3 separate regions of the Zea mays genome follow, and all the other regions are linked to region 2. The links are chromatin contacts, called in public Hi-C maps. All regions are on one chromosome and are shown on one strand. The core of a region is the stretch at or near the end of the contact, and the rest is flanking DNA. Distances in the headings are between cores, read along the strand shown.

Region 1 (3,053 bases), core at 370-2,869, 210 kb before region 2:
CCATATCTATAACTGGCTAGGACAATACCTTTACACATATGCTTTCAAAAGATAAAAATGGTTACGAGGAAACACACCATAGTGTGTTTTATTTTCTCGTGTTCTGTTATATTTACATCCCTCTACCTCCAGCACCAAAAGAAAAGTTAATAACTTCAGTAACCATCAATCTCATTTGCTTGAATGGGTTTCAAGTGCTTCTAGTGAACTTAGCTTCCTTTTTTTTGTGTGTGCAGGTCATGGTTTCAAGAACATGTAGTCTCTATGCTGCTTGGGATTTTACTAGTAATTTTGGTCACTTTGTCAGCCTTTTTAGTAGTACTTGTTTGGAGAAAGAAATTTAGTGGTCAAGCAGCCTACAGACCTGTTGATTCAGTGGTCCCCGAGCAAGAACTCCAGCCACTATAATCCAAATTAAAGCTGTTTGACGGAACAACATATAGATGATTCTTTGGTAGAGATACCCTTGTGCGGGGGGGTTACGCATCACAGCGGCACGCATCTGCTGCTGGAGTAAGCCCTTCTTTGTATGTAACACAAGCTACAAGTTTACAGAAGAAGCACTGTATGATTACATGACTTCTCCATTCAAAACTTAGAGGTGTTCATAAACTGTCTAGTGATTCAGATCAAGAGCTCCTCTCTTGTGCTTACAGTAGAAGAAGGTTTTGTTCATGTAATGTAGATTAAGTAGGGGGTAGAGAAGAAACTAGGCACAGCCGCGGAACGAAATGGTGTAATATTTATTTTAGTGCCGAGGGTATTTGTCTTCAAAGCTTTTCAGGGCATGCTTGATTCTCTTGCCTACTATTTTTATTATTATTAAGGACGTTCTTGCTCATCCCTGTTCTCTTCGGCGGCTAGTGTTGAAGAGCCATCACATCCCAAAAGACAAGCACACAGATACAGTGCATTGGTTATTATTCTAGGTTATAGCACGTCCGAGGAGAAACACAGCACACAAGCACGGAAGGAACCGTCGCGACATTCCGACGCTCGGCGCGCTAAACTAGCAGTACAAGACTAGAAGCTGTGCAGGATCGCGAGCGAAATCCTGGGTCATCCTCCCTCCCTTAGAGCGGTAGGGCCTAGGGGCACTTGGGGCGCTGGTTCTTGGGGGACTTCATGTCCCTGTAGCAGGGGCACTCGTCCTTGCTGGCGTACGGCCCCGACGGCACGCAGCCCTGGCACTTGCCGCAGCACATCATGCACAGGCCCATGCACCGCCCGGCCTTCTTCAGCGAGCACCGGCTGCGGCACTTGCCGTCGCACACGCCGTCCGGCACCGCGCCGCCGTCTGCAATGCACACACAGGGTGTAGTCAAGTATTTACAGAAAGGAGAGAGGATCTCGCCCTGCAATGGTTCGGTAAGATTGGGAGGCGAAAAGTTACCTGCTGCCTCGGCGAGATGCTTGAACGAGGAGGCGGCAGCAACCAGGACGAGGAGCAGGAGAGCCACGGGGATCGCCTTCATCTTCAGAAGCTCTTGCTGTTCGCCTGTTCCTCCGAGCCGAGGAACCACTGGCTGGCTGGGCTGCCGAGGTGAAACTCCAATCGTGAGTGAAGTGGCGACGTTGCTGTAGCGCCTTCAGAGTTGAGGCGCTTTCGGTGTGAGTGTGAGTCACCATTAAAGTGCCGCAGCCGCAGGAATCTATCTGCAGCGACGGACGGCCCATGCACTGCGCAGTGGGTCCAGCGGAAGAAACAGGTCACGGACGTGAGCTGTCTCTGTCGGCATGTGCAGTGCAGCACCAGGGGGGCCTACTCCTACCTCATGTGCCGTTGCAACACCTTTTATTTCTTTTCTGTCCTCTACGGTCAGGGACCAGACCCAGCCAAAAAGTATCGGCAACAGGTACATATCTCTTTACCAATCTACAATCTAAGGGCTTGTTTGGGAGCAAGTGGAATGAAGGGTATTGATAGGACTATAATCCCTTGCTATCTAAAATTGAATAGTGGAGGATTATATGCCCTCCAATCTACTCTATTACCTTTACTCCCAAACAAACCCTAAAGTAAGGCAGGTAGCAATAAATGTTGCTGGATGTCCTATTCTAAATATACGATAATCCGTATAGAATTTACAGATAATCCGTCTAAATTGACGGAAAGGAGCGCAGCAGGGCGCCTGGGCTCAATCTATAGACCTGGCCCGATGGCATCGGGTTTTCAAGTCATGATGATGGTGCGATCTGCTGTTCTGGGCTACGGTGTCCAACTTTATATAGGCCGTCATCTAGGAATAGGATGCACAGGAAACTAACAATGGGCCTATCAGAGCTGCCATCCTGGGCCGGCTGCAACCCTGGCACACAAACGGTGCGCACCGCGTTTCGTAAAGTGTGAGCAACATGTTGTTCAGCCCATCTACAACTAGCAACCATTACACTGTTATTTTAGATTAGAATTTGGCCGAGAAATCTCTGCACAGTTTTCAATATGAACAAGGCTCACCACACGAGCAAACTGTTGCAAGCTTGCTGGTGCTTCTTGAGGCCTTCGCTTAACACTTTTTTCTTGGCGAGTTTAATCCGTCGTTTATAACCAATAATCATAAAGGATGATTTAGTGATCAGAAAATTGGAGATGATCCATAGAGAAAAAAATCCTTTAATATTTAATTTTAAATTGGAAGAAAATCTCTTCTGTACAATTAACTGGTCACCAAACCAGCCTGAAGAAATCGTCCGCAGCTACCTCCACCTTCATGGCTCACGACCTCACATGGCATGCGTCACCGACGATGGAGCACACGAGCAAACAAACAAACGATGCTACGGTATCGGCTACTCCCATCTCCTTTGCTGACTGGAACTAGAGCAAGACGACAACACCTGTTCGAACCGATTTCGGATTATTAAAAACCATTTTGTTGTCTCTAATTTTTAAACTTTAGATTCTGAAAAAAAACTAATAAATAAGTTTAGATCTTCATTTTTTAAATTCTCGTGTTATGTACTGCTGATTGGGTCACCAAAAAACTGAAAAAAAATAAGTATAATACGTTGTTGGTTTTTTTAAATATAATAAACAATAATCGGCGATGACA
Region 2 (2,767 bases), core at 67-2,566:
GAGACTGCTACTGCTGTGCGCCCCAGGACAGCAGTATATCCAGCCAGCACATGCTTGCCACAAACGGAGTGCTTCTATACTGCTCTGTGTTGAGGAGCAGGATAAGCTGCCCCGGCCGCTCCCGCTGTGATGACGATAAGATCGACGCATGCAGCGCCACTTCGCTTTACCCTTGGTCTACAATTTTATTCAGCGACGGACGGAGCGTCGCTTCTGCCAAGAAAAAGTTGGGAAGAAATGAAATAAACAGCTAGCTAACGGACGGCGGCTGGGAGAGCGCTGCTGCCGCCGGCACGCTCATGGTTTCTACGCGCGGCCCAAAAAGGAAGAAGGACAAGACGACGGCTACCTAGACAAACAAACGTTTTTTTCTCGCCGGGATCAAGCACACCACACCGCGCGCCGAGGGGCGCACGGCACGATCGGCCGCTGGCTTTTAGCCAAACCGTCGGCCATTCTCAGACAAAAAGGTTCAGCAGCTCGGGCTCCCTCCCTCCGCCTCCGCCTCCGCCGCCGCCGCTCATCGTCGTCACGGACTCCTCGGAGGTCATGGACGGCGTGCCGGGCCGCCGCCGCCGGCGCCGCTCCCCGGTCGCCGGGGGTGACCCGGGGCTGAGCCACAGCCCGAGGTCGCACGACGGCTCCGGCGGCGCCCCCACGCTCGCCGGCGCGCGCTTCGCCGTCGAGAACGTCGAGCACCCCACGGCCCGCCTCGCCGCCACAGCGGACGCGCCGCGGCGGGCCCCGTCGGAGTCGGACTCGGGCAGCGGGGCGATGGCGCCGCCCCGCAGCACCGTCTCCACCGCCGCCTGGCACAGGTGCCAGCTCCCCGCGCCGAGCAGCCCCACGGCGCCGCTCACCGGGTCGATCGTCCTCCCGGCCGCCTCGTACAGCAGCGACTGGAACACCGCTGCATCGTCGTCGCACCGCACGTACGAGCGAGCGAGCGAGCACATCACTCTCGTCAGTCAAGGATCTCGATCACACGTGATGCGTGGCCGTGGGCCGTGGGGTGGGTGGGTAAACACTCGACCGTACGGACACCCGCGAACCATGCAGCACCTGGATTTATTACCGCTGAGTCGAGAGGATTACCTGGGCGCTGCGGCTCGGGGACGGCGGTGAGCAAGGACATGAGGCCGGCGCGGCCGAAGAACTTGGCGACGAAGGCGGTGGCGTGGCCCTGGGCCTCGGCGCCGCCGTCGATCCACTGCAGGCTCGGCCGCAGCACGCACGCGTCGCTACACCCCTTGCGCAGCATGCGGCACCCGTTGCAGCTCATCCCCGGCCGGCGGCGCCACCACCCACGCTCATACAACGCCAGCCAGCACTGGAGTAGTGGAGCCCCGGGTATATATAAAGCACTGCGCAGCGCAAACAAGGGCTGGGGTCTTCCCTTCTCGGGTGGGTGACCACGAGCTAACCACGGGGTCGGGGTCGGGTCCGGTTAGGCGTGGTGGTGAGGTCGTGAGGACGGCTTACGTCTCAGCTCCGGGCTCCTGGGGCGCAGGTGCGGCTCCGTGTCTCCGCGTACGGTCGGGGGCGATCGCGCACCGCCGGATGGGGATCGGGCGGGCGCCTCGGGTGGTTGCCGGTGCGCCGCGCGCTCGCCCCGTCACTGCTTTCCGCGCCTATGAGGGTTTAGGGTACGTACGCCGACTGGTGGGCGGTAGTGAGCGATCGAGTGCTTCGCCTTTCCGACCACCGTTCCTCGCTTCCCTGGCACGAGGCTACGCGAAGCAGAAACTGAACGAACTTTTAAAAGGTTGGGAAAAAAACGTTACGCAACTCCACCTTTTCGATCTATATATAGGACGTGTTTGGCATGATTCTGCTCTACCCTAGAACAGTTCTACTCTAAAACTATGGGTAGAGTAGTTTTGCTCCAGAGTTTAGATTGTTTCTTAGTAGTGGCGAAATAACTCCAAACTATATGACTAGGTTGTTTTTTTAGAGTTTTTGGAGCAGCAAAAAAGGTACTCCAAAAAATTGTATTACAGCCCCAAAAACTTCATAGAGTTTATAACTCTAGAGTTAAGATGTTTTGCATGCTTTAGCTAGCTCTTTCTTGGAGTTTTGCTCTGAAACCATACCAAATAGGCCATAGTACCTATTTTGTTACACTCGAAACGGATATTTTGTTTTTAACCTGAAAGAATACGTACACTGGAGAGCTAGAAACAGACTGTACCTAATTTCCGTCCAATCACCGTATCTCCTGCATTGGTGTTTTCCACCTTTATGAGCCCGATGTGAGGGTATGCTTGTTTGGTAACTCGAATCAAATTTCATAGCAGACCTGAACCGTATAGTCTGGATTAACTGCAGATAGGCTCAAGTGGACGCAGTCACCCTAGAACAAGAATGTTTGCTTATTCATAAGGATGAGGCCATGAGTGTTCGCATACGTGTTGACGTTTTTGTTTTCTTTATTATGCAGCAGAGCAAGTTGACAAGGGCATCTTCGCTTTCCGTTTGGGCCTCACTAGTCACTAGTCAGTAGTCACTACGGCATGCTACGCCCACGCCCTGCCCTCCCTTGTCAGTTATCGCGGACCGGCATCCGTGCCCTGTTCCCTATGTCTCAGCAAAAGTCTCACAATTTTTTAATTTTTTTTACATTTAAAAAACATAGTTAGACATTCTAAAGTTGTATTTTATGTTTTAATCATATCTTGGCACCGTGATTTAGCTTCAAGGTAACATGTGTCGATGCTATGAGCAATAATGTTGAACTATATAAGGACATGTTCGTTGTGGTCTCAAT
Region 3 (3,017 bases), core at 455-2,954, 170 kb before region 2:
TATTTTGTCCAGCCCTAATGTCACCTCAGCAGAGCAACAGAGGCACGGTACAATCACTACACAACCATTTCCAACTCCAAGGCTACAATTCCTAGGACAAACTAGTGTTCAAACAGTACCAAAGTCAGACTGCACATTGTTCTCTCTGTCACAAAATAGTTGACGTTCTCAACTTTTAGATATCAATATTTGATCATTTATTTATTTAATTTTTACATCATAAAATAAATAGATAAATAAATATTAAAATGTCTCTAATGATATATAAGCCATAATAAAATAAATGATAAATAAAATGAACAGTTAAACAAGATACATAAAAGTTAAAAAAACGTCGTGTCGTGTACTTTGTGACTCTGTTTGGACCTTGGGTCGGTCAGCTTTTGATGTCAAGCACGGCTACATTTTCCGATGTGTTCTCCAGGTTGTGGCGAAGCCTCAAATGCAGTACGTAGAGTGGAGCAGAAAATTTGACGGGTGCAGTGAAGCTGTCCTCAAAGATGATGCGAGGTTGAAGTTTTCTGTCACGTTTGTTGTCGCATCCATCTCCCTTTTGTGCTTGACTTCGACTTTTTTCCAAGCTCGTAGAGCCCATGAGCTTCGGCCCAATGGGCTTCAATCGCTTTGGGGGTGGGATCAGGAATAGTGAGGCCTGTTTGTGGAGGAAATTTTCAACCCAAGTCCATCTTCCTATATGGCTATAATAACGCTGGCCTCCTCCGATTCCAAAGATAATTTATCTCTTCACTCTCAATTCTAAATTTTAGATAAAGGAATTTCATCTCTCAGTTCTAAATATTGGATAAACGAAAATCATATACTGCCTTGTAACATTAGTTACTAACGGAATGCAGAGCAGAAAACGTATCGTGCGGTCTGCGGAGTAGCTGGACACACCCGCTCTTCTAAGAAAGTTTCAGGCTGATGATTAAGGAAAGCAAAGCCACCAATTATATGCTACTCCATCATTGGCAGAGCCGACTGATTATCCGATAATTTGATAGGACTCACCAACCGCCATCGATTTGTGTCGGTGCAAACTGCCCACGAGGAATAAATTTACCGTGAGTAGTGTGTATATAGAGGCATTAAAATAAAGCCCATATTCGCAAAAAAACAAATGTGTAGATTAAAAGAGTTATATATTATTAAATTTTATAATGATATAAATTACATGAACTCCATATCAATAACCATATACCATGCTTTAGAGCTGAGCAGAAACAAATGTCGGATGATAGTGCGGAAAGAAGATTAAAATCGAGCCGACCCTTCTGTTGGAGAAATTTGTATTTTTGACACTCTAAACAAATGACTTTGTATAATCAACACTTAAAAGATTAACTTCGTAAATTTGACACCCACATCACTGTCTCTTTTATTTAATTGACATTTTATATCTTTATTAATTTATGCCAACGGGCCCCTGTACACGTACACCCTCTCCTCTCGTCTGTGAACCGCTGCGTCCCGACGCGTGCGTGTCCACTGCACCGACTGCCCAAAACAAACGGCTCCTTCCTACCCCACAACAAACCACAGTGGTCTGGTCACCCCGTCCTGCACTGCACAGCACGAACACAACTCATCGGTCCATCGACCCACGTGAACGCGTGCCACCAACCGGCGCGGGCGTCCCCACCCTGCACATGGCCCCGCGGGCCCACCGCCAGTTGTGAAAATCCCGCCGCTCCATCTCCTGGCTGGCCTCCGCTTCGCTTTCCTTCCCTTCCCTGCCGGCTGCCGCCGCTGCTATTTATCCCTCCCACTCTCTCCCTGCGACTCCAACCGCTGCAGCAGAGACGCCCGAGGCAGCGCAGAGCAGCAGACCGCACGTCACACACCACCATTGCAGCAATGGCGCGCGCCGGCGCTCTCTGCCTGGCGCTGCTGTGCCTCGTAGCCGTGCACTCGGCCGTGGCGCAGAAATCCACCCCGGCCCCGGCCACCGCACCGGCCGCCACCACCAACCCACCGGCGACCCCGTCCAAGAAGACGCCCGCGCCAGCCGCGGCGCCGCCCACCACCCCCGCCACCCTGGCCCCGGCCGCCGCGCCGCCCACCACCCCTGCCACCCCCGCGCCCGCCGCGACCCCGCCAGCCACCCTGGCTCCCGCCGCGTCGCCGCCCAAGGCGTCCCCTCCCGCACCGGCGCCCAAGGCCAAGGCCACCCCGCCCGCCCCCGCCGCCTCCCCGCCGGTGGCCGAGCTGCCGCCAGCCGCCTCGCCCCCTGCCCCCGCCCCCGCCTCCCCGCCCACCAAGCCCGCCGAGGTCCCCGCGCCCGCGCCGTCCAAGAAGAAGAAGAAGCCCTCCTCGTCCTCCAAGAACAAGAAGAAGAAGTCCAAGGCCCCAGCCCCCGCCCCCGTCGTCGCCGAGGCACCCACCAGCTCCAAGCACTCCAAGGCTAAGGCGCCCTCAGCCAGCGAAGCCGACGCGCCCGGCCCGGTCGGCGACGCCGCCGCCGCCGACACCGCGGTACGTTCGTTGCCCACTGCTGCTCAGCTCTTCCAGTTTCCATCATTTGAAACCCCATCCCATTGCGTGCCTGAATTACAGTTTCCAGCTGCTCGTTTTACACCGAGGTTAGAGTAAAAAAAAATCGACGCTATCGTTACAACATCACCAATCACGTCTGACAGTGAGATAAAGCAATAGCCAATTGATTTGACAAATGATTGTTTAGTAGGAGCAGCATCACCAGACCTGTGACCATAACGAGTGAAAAAATTAGGTTTGAGCACCAAACTACACCGACATGTCGGCCATGGGCGCATGTGATTCCAGCCTTGTCACGGACATTGTTAATGCGGCATTTGATGAGAGCTGTCGCATTTAGTATTCCATCACGTACAGTACGTCGTACAGTATTAAAATGTTTTTTTGCACAGTGCGTTTGTGTACGGTGCAGTCACTAAACAACCCTGCTTTCTGGAAGCTTCTTTGCAAAGTAGTAGTACTGTAATAAGTAACGGTCAGTAAGGAGACTGAGCAGCCAGGCGTCACTCACGTGACTATCC

The links. Hi-C and Micro-C count contacts between places; a contact is called where the count stands out from the background.
Region 1: a Hi-C map of bundle sheath shows a contact between it and region 2, with 1.7 times the contacts expected there. The contact joins the promoter of LOC100281029 here to the promoter of LOC100285965 in region 2. A contact is called at or near these places in 4 of 25 Hi-C or Micro-C datasets (bundle sheath, ear and leaf).
Region 3: a contact with region 2 is called in a Hi-C map of ear, with 3 times the contacts expected there. The contact joins the promoter of LOC103647801 here to the promoter of LOC100285965 in region 2. A contact is called at or near these places in 4 of 25 Hi-C or Micro-C datasets (ear, leaf, leaf mesophyll and 1 more).

The regions. Positions count from the first base shown.
Region 1 is chr2:215,830,119-215,833,171 of Zm-B73-REFERENCE-NAM-5.0, reverse strand. LOC100281029 (GIR1) reads right to left here and starts at 1,619. Exons shown (of 2, transcript NM_001157059.1): 1 at 1,394-1,619; 2 at 888-1,297. The coding sequence starts at 1,475. The coding sequence ends at 1,089. It overlaps LOC100382594 (Eukaryotic aspartyl protease family protein), which reads left to right. Exons shown (of 12, transcript NM_001175324.1): 12 at 237-573. The coding sequence ends at 408.
Region 2 is chr2:215,622,326-215,625,092 of Zm-B73-REFERENCE-NAM-5.0, reverse strand. LOC100285965 reads right to left here and starts at 1,316. Exons shown (of 2, transcript NM_001372348.1): 1 at 1,096-1,316; 2 at 242-910. The coding sequence starts at 1,282. The coding sequence ends at 459.
Region 3 is chr2:215,794,777-215,797,793 of Zm-B73-REFERENCE-NAM-5.0, reverse strand. It overlaps LOC103647801 (classical arabinogalactan protein 4), which reads left to right and starts at 1,704. Exons shown (of 2, transcript XM_008672310.4): 1 at 1,704-2,475. The coding sequence starts at 1,858.